Linked DNA regions of Zea mays: region 2 is linked to region 1. The links are chromatin contacts, called in public Hi-C maps. All regions are on one chromosome and are shown on one strand. The core of a region is the stretch at or near the end of the contact, and the rest is flanking DNA. Distances in the headings are between cores, read along the strand shown.

Region 1 (3,571 bases), core at 615-3,114:
AGCTACGGTCAAGAAGTCAACGAGTTTACGCTCAACAAATATTAACTATAACGTTTAATTCACATTATCAAATATAAATAATATCTATCATTTAGTTCGATTAATCTGCTACACTAACAAATGTCAGTTAAATAAGTAATTTAATTAAAACGAGAGTCTAAGCGAGGCGAATTTACGATGCGAAACAGCACGACAGCGTGCAAACGACGCACGGACACGCGCGACATAGCACACTGACGACACCCGAAACAGCGCGCGCCACCAGCGCGAACGACGAGCGAATCAGCATGCGACCAGGACGAGTAGAAAGGGTTTACGACGCATTATATATCAAATAACTGGCTATCTGCGGCTAACAAACGACACGACCAACGAATACTACTAGATTGCGATTAAACGCGCAAAACTATATTTCTAAGTTGATTTTAGTTCATATAAATTATTTGCGCAAGGTATTTTAGATAAATTGAATCATCAATTAGTCAACGACTAATCAAGAATTAATTAATGAGCATAAACGATTATAATGAAACAATTAACTAATGTGTGCGGACAACGTGCGATACACGCAAACGACACATGGCATTGCGCGCGACACGCGAAAACAGCGTGCACGACACACGCGAGGATCACTAACAGATATGCGTAAATCGAAACCCTAAATTAGTTTTAAATTGGAATGTCTTTCTAATAACCATCGGACAAGCAATTAATTAATTAACTAACTAATACGTGTGTTACAACAAAATATTGTTACTAATTCTTGGTTAATGTTATTTAGAAGTTAAGGCGACGGAAACAGAATGAATCAGACATCTAACGTAAAAGTTAACGTGTATTTGACTAACGTAAAAGTTAACGTGTATTTGATAAACCGTGTATTAATGTGATGCGGCACAACCCAATTGGACAAAGCTAAACTCTTAGATCGGATTAAAACGTATGGTGCATATGCCTAGGTCCAATGACAGTTCCTTTTTTCTCTCCTGACGCCCTTGATTTTTGCTACATGCAGCCAGCGCAGAGGGGGCATGGACAGTTCCCTGATTCTCTCTAGCCGTATCTCACATGCGCATGCGGAATGGGGGATACGAACTTGCATGCAAGGTTTGACTGGTTCTCCTCCATGCACCGCACGCAAGCGGCACGCCAAAATGGTTGTTGATCAGGGTCGCGTGGGGACGACCGGGGTGCGGCTGCTTGGGCTCATCGATGGTCGTTTTCGGCCAGGGTGTAGGGCGTGCAGAGCAATGCCATGGCTGCTGCCACGGCCGGTAGCGCTAGGGACGTACGCGCGGTGGGGCTGCTGCTCGCCGAAGCTGGCATTGGCGGCCAGGAGCAAGAACACACATGCGCCTAGCCCCCACGCGGTCTGCGTTGCAGGGAGCCGGCACTGGCCATGGTGGCGAGCGCGCAGCAGCTAGCTACGGCGGGGCGGAGCGAGAGCGAGATAGACAAGGGAAGGGGGTAGACGACCTCACCTCACCACACCATCACGATGAAGCACGGCGAAGAGAAACGTGGACAGCAGGTCAGCGAAGCTCCGGTGGGGAAGGTGCTTGGCATCGGGGTTTCTTCAACCGCTCGCCGGAGTCGGGCCACGCCACGCCCAGCTGCGCGCAGGAGAGCCAAGGGCGGAGCTGCGCCGCCAGAAAGGGCAAGGAGGCGCTAGAGAGAAGGGAGCGGGGCGAAGGAGATGCAGGGGTTGTTCAAATGGCCGGCATGGGTGGGCGGTTGGCGCTTTTCTGCATCGTGGGCAAGATGGACATGGATAGGCAGTTTTGAGGGAGATGACAAATGGGCCCCATGGTGCAGTGCCACGCCCCAGCGGGGGAGACTGACCGGTAGGGCCCGAGGGCAGGGAGCGGCTAGGCACGGCTATGCCAGCACGCTCGACACGTGACGTGGCTGGGCCACAGGGCGTGGGAGATGGTCACTAAATTTGTTGTGGATCGCGGCGAAAGAGGCGGATTGCGCGGCGGATTGCGCGAGACAGTGTAAGGTGGAGACAGAGTTAGACATGTGGTAGACATGATTAGGTAAAATTAGACGAAGATAGTCGGAGCTGGCCCATGGGCCCAGGATGCCGAGATAGACGTCGGAAGAGTAGACGGGGATAGATAAGGATAACCGACGCGAGCAGCATGCCGTTCGCGAGAAGCTGTTCAGTGATCTCGTGAAAAAGGGCACGTGATATGGAACAAGCCCAACGAGAGGAAAAAGAAAAAAATACATATATTATTTTTTTGGAATATTTTAGCTTTCGCAAATCCTAAACTTTATGGATAAAACAATATCAGAGAATCTAGATTTCACGTTTAATACTCGAAATAAAAAGTTCTGAATGGTTAGAAAATCCCCCAAAACATGCTCGAGATAATTTTACATATTTCGAAAACTTTTTGCACTCATAAACACTATGCAATGGCATGAATGCAATAATCAAAACTTCTCTAGGATTTTATTCTACTACGCTAAAAATTTATATATATAATAAAATAACTCTCCACTATTTAGAAAAAGAGTATAAAAGAAGGAAAGTAAGAGGGTAACACCTGAATTTGGTGGATATCAGAAAAGAAATTTTATACCCCCAAATTCAGGGTGTTACATTAGGTTAGTTAGACCATTTATATGCTTGTTCTAGGTGAATCCTAGTTAGTTGAGTGAGTTTAGTAAAACCACACAACCCCTTAGCTCTTGTGTGAGACGTCGTAATTGTACAGAGTGGGGCGAGAGTCTTGCAAGACCGTGACAACCGAGTTTGTGTCATGACCGCCACGTGTACCGGAGGGAACGAGGCTCATGGCGTTTTGGCCGAAAGCTCGATAGTGGAGACGTCGGGGAGCATCCGAGAGGAGCCGGAAGTAGAGCACCACTTGTGTGTGGAGAACGCCCGCGGCTCTCTACGGAGTTACTCGACCGAGGTGCTTGGGCCTCGCGTGGGCTACCCTTTGTTTAGGGACACCATTAGGATTAGTTGAGACCTTGCGTGGTTCTAGATCCCTCGGTAAAAAATACTAACGTCATCCACAAGAGTTTGCTTTCTCTACTAGCTCTTCACCTTCCGCATTTACATTGACTACTTAAGTTTCAATCTCTTCTTTCTAGTTAAATTATTTAGAATTGAAACTTAGTTTTTGCAGTAGAGATAGCAACACTTTGAAAAAATCTAGGTTGCACATTATAGATTGCTTATTTGCATAGGTTTTAGTCTAGGGATTTTATTTGTGGCATAATTTAGAGAATAGTTTTTAGAAGTTCAAATTCACTCATCTTAGGCGTCACCATTTCCTACAGGTTTCATATATTACACCACCGTTAGTTTGACCTCTGGTGGTATTAACATCCATATGAAAAGACTATTTTAACCATATTGAATAATTATCTTGATAATTCAAATTATTGGCACTAAAATAATTATTTATGTATGATCATTATAGTGTCGCTAATTTTTATTACAAGTCTGCTATTTTTTTATTATAAGTATTCATTATATAAATACTTATTATAAATCTGATATTTTTATTATAAGTATTCATTATATAAATAACTATTCAGATACTTATTC
Region 2 (3,571 bases), core at 761-3,260, 380 kb after region 1:
TAACTGCATCATCATCATATCGCTCAAGAGCGCTTCACCCATCACATTACACATAATCGGAGAAGAAAACAAGCAGAAGGATTACAAAAATATAATTTACATTTATAAAATATAGAGAGAGTATTATTATTATTACAATACGGGGTGTCTGAGTCCAGCACTTATTATTACATAACTGGGAGGCAAAACACCCTTCCGCCAACGAGTTTACTGATTTTCCTCATGCTTTGGCACCACCTTGCAGCAGAAATAACAGAACTCAACTGTTTCATCACCTGCAATAACATGGGTTCAAAAACACTAAGTACGGAGTGTACTTTCGCAAGTCTTACCCGTTAAAGGAAATGACTCTCAAGGATATGCTGGCTTTTGGGAATCAAGGTAAAGCTCATCAAAATTCAAAGACTCTTGTTTGCAGAAAAACTTACTATGAGTGGATCCTTAAAAATCCATTTTTATTATCAGGTTAAGTAGTTACCTGCATCTAGAGTTCTTTCTATCCTAGATCAGGCACATGGCCTATGCTAGCCATCTTTTATCATTCCTTCAGTTCACTGGATTGCTACGTGTAGGGCAGTGACCAAGTCTTCATGTCCGAGAAGTAACGGCAATCCGAATTGATTAATACCTAGCTGGGGATCTCCAACCACACGACATATGTAGCACTTAACCCTTGCATATGTCAACTCGCCACCGGGTTTCTCAAGACCAGAATGGGTTCACGCCAACCGAGAGCACAGATACACCACCGTCCAACCTCTTGCCATGGAGGGTACATGCTACTCTCTCCATCTCTCCACTCTCATTGAGGGGTGGCGTTTCTGGTATTGGTCCGACCGAGGCAAAGCTTACCCATGATGAGGCATGTGGCCAGTTAAAAGGTCCACGATCAGCAAGCCTACATCGGTTCGGTCCTTAATCGACTCAGACGGAGACATTACACCGAGACTTCCTTCTCATGCAAGTCACCCGCCTGGTCTCGTCTTTACCATTTACAGCCCAAAGTTTGGTACCTGACAGAGGTACATCTTTTCAGATGTTGAACCCATGACGGCCATGATGGATTCACCATCATAAGTCTTTTCTTTGTAAAATTTCCCATCCCATATGAAGCATCACTTTTTGTTTAAAAAACATTTTGTTTTCTAAAGCAGAGCTAAGCATCAGAAAACTTTAAGCAAATCAGGTAACAAGGAATGGTAATCAGTTCCAAGGAAAGGAATGCAACAATTGTTTAGCACATAACTCCTATCACCTAATGCATCATTTCAAGTGATAAGACTTTAAAATTGCAAGGAAAAGGGGTAAATGTACCGGGGCTTGCCTTGTGTTGCAGGAGGTTCTGGGTCTGTTCCACAGATGTCGAAGTAGAAGTTATTTTCAGCTGGTAGATCCTCAGCTTGCGGGACAACTTCTTCTTCAACAACAGTCTCTTCCTCGTTTTCTATACATAACAGTACATATACATGAATGCTTATGTGATGCTATGAATATGCAGTTACATAATAGAAGCATACTAAGTTGTATCTTGAATACAACTTTCCTTCACGGTACATACTAATCACTAGGGTTTCCTAAGTTAGTATTCTATCAGTATTAGGTAACTAAACCCTAGGATGCTAGTTTATTGGGTTTGGGACCAAACAATGTCCAAATCATTTCAAACTTCACCCAAAGCCTTTAATCATCATACTAAGCCTACCCAAAAAGTTTTACCATTTTTGGAGTTACTAATTTATTTCTAAAATTCTAAAGGTCTTGGTTTGAATACCTTTAAAGGCTACATAATTCTAGGTTTAGGATAAAAATCTTGGAACTATTTTTATTAAATACTAGATGATTTTAGAAGTCTAACAAAATTGGTCTCATATTTTTAACATTTTTCTACTAATTTCTATAGATTTTCCAACTTAATAGCAAAAAATAAAACGAAAAACTAATGAACAGTATCAGGCCGAATTCAGCCTAGAAGACCTAATCCTACGCAGAAGTAGGACACGCCCGCGACCGCGGGGTGAACTAGCGCAAAGACCCCTAACGATTTAAACATTTTAAAAGAGTACCAATTGGTCTTCTATGTGTCTCTGACATCTTTCTTTTTGCCCCCCTATTTCTTTCGTCTTCCAAATTCACGTCCTCGAGTCCGGCCAGCGGCGCTGATGAACATCCCGCGCGCCCTGCCACGACGGCGGATAACTTGAGCATCCTGCGAACACCGGCTAAACCTAACCCTGACCCAAACTAAATGGTCTCAGTCACGGATTCAGCTCGTAATCCCCCAGAGCGACCTAACCATGCCCACGACGGGGTTCGGGGTCCATGGCGCCCGTCCATACAGCATTAGCACCAAAAGTTCAAATTACGAGAACGGGGAGCACCAGTGGGTTACGCAAGACACGGTGCTCACGAGAACCAGCGTCAAACCAACAAAGTTTTGGTTGGTCGACACAGGAGCAGTTTATGGGCTAGCACGCGGCGTCGAGATCGCGTTCCAACCTATCTATGACAATAATGACAAAACGACCACTTCGGTGAGCTTCACCCACATATAAGGACACTAGAACATTGAATCAGAGGCGTCGAACCATACCATGTTTGCCTGGCCATGCGAGGTTGAGGCGTCGGTGATGTGGTCACCAGACACATGAAGTCGCTTGACCAGAGAATTGGGCGTTTTCAGGGTATAGTTTGGGGAGGTGAAGGCAACAATACTATGTTGAAGCTACACACAGTGGCTTACGACAGAGGCAAGGATCTCTCCTTTACTCCCTTTCCCCCTTCCTTCGGTTACTCTTAAATAGGTAGGGAAAAAGATCAGGCGATGGATGGGTTCATGGGATTACAACAAAGGGAGCTCTGGAAGTCCCAGTGAATGCATGGGTAAGGATGCGTGGATCAACCTTGAAGATCCACGCTGGTCTCCAGAGCACAGCAAGGCAAGGATGAGTTTACCATGGCAGGGGGTAGGCAGATAAGGTTTCACTAAAGCAGATATTCCAAACTTGAGATATTTCAGTGATGGCCAAAGTTCTAAATATCCCTGCCATTTCCTCATCTCTATCTTCACTTTACACCAAAATAAGACACGACAAGGGGAAAAAATCAGTGGCAGATATTTCTGCACATTAGGATCTACAACACTTGACTGACCTCCCCCTATTCAGCCACCTTTTTCTGTTTATAATGGTTAAGAATAGATTAGACTTTGTTAACAGAACTTGTTCCCTAATCGAGGATCTTCAAAGTTACTATAGGGTTCTTGGACCTAAACCTCATGGATCAGAAGTTATGGCACCCAAAAACCAGCTGCATCACACTAGTACCATTCCAGTTTTCTGAATTTTGGCCTACAGTCTCCATCTGATTTTACCTTTTGATAGAGGCAGTTTGAGCACCATTATCTCCAAAATTTATGTGATATAAAGCCAGGCCCTCCGAATAAAACCTGCTCATGAATACTAGCTCTCCAACTTTGCTTACACAAACCTGGCTCCTAATGACATAGGATAGCCTCTGTAAGGTCTCAAAGTTGATCAGATAGACAGGAATTCAGAGAAAGTCTCTCAGGACA

What was found. Hi-C and Micro-C count contacts between places; a contact is called where the count stands out from the background.
Region 2: a contact with region 1 is called in a Hi-C map of leaf, with 4 times the contacts expected there. The contact joins two enhancer-like sites. A contact is called at or near these places in 3 of 25 Hi-C or Micro-C datasets (bundle sheath, ear and leaf).

Annotation. Positions count from the first base shown.
Region 1 is chr9:64,288,852-64,292,422 of Zm-B73-REFERENCE-NAM-5.0, forward strand. No RefSeq gene overlaps it. Among protein-coding and RNA genes, the nearest start is that of LOC103629530, 9.5 kb to the right of the region's middle. Within about 2 kb of position 1,865, at least 13 of the 20 cell types and tissues checked have an H3K27ac peak or open chromatin away from gene starts, as enhancers often do. A contact at or near this core is called in ear and leaf, where this site is marked.
Region 2 is chr9:64,669,716-64,673,286 of Zm-B73-REFERENCE-NAM-5.0, forward strand. No RefSeq gene overlaps it. Among protein-coding and RNA genes, the nearest start is that of LOC103638530, 62 kb to the right of the region's middle. Within about 2 kb of position 2,011, at least 12 of the 20 cell types and tissues checked have an H3K27ac peak or open chromatin away from gene starts, as enhancers often do. A contact at or near this core is called in ear and leaf, where this site is marked.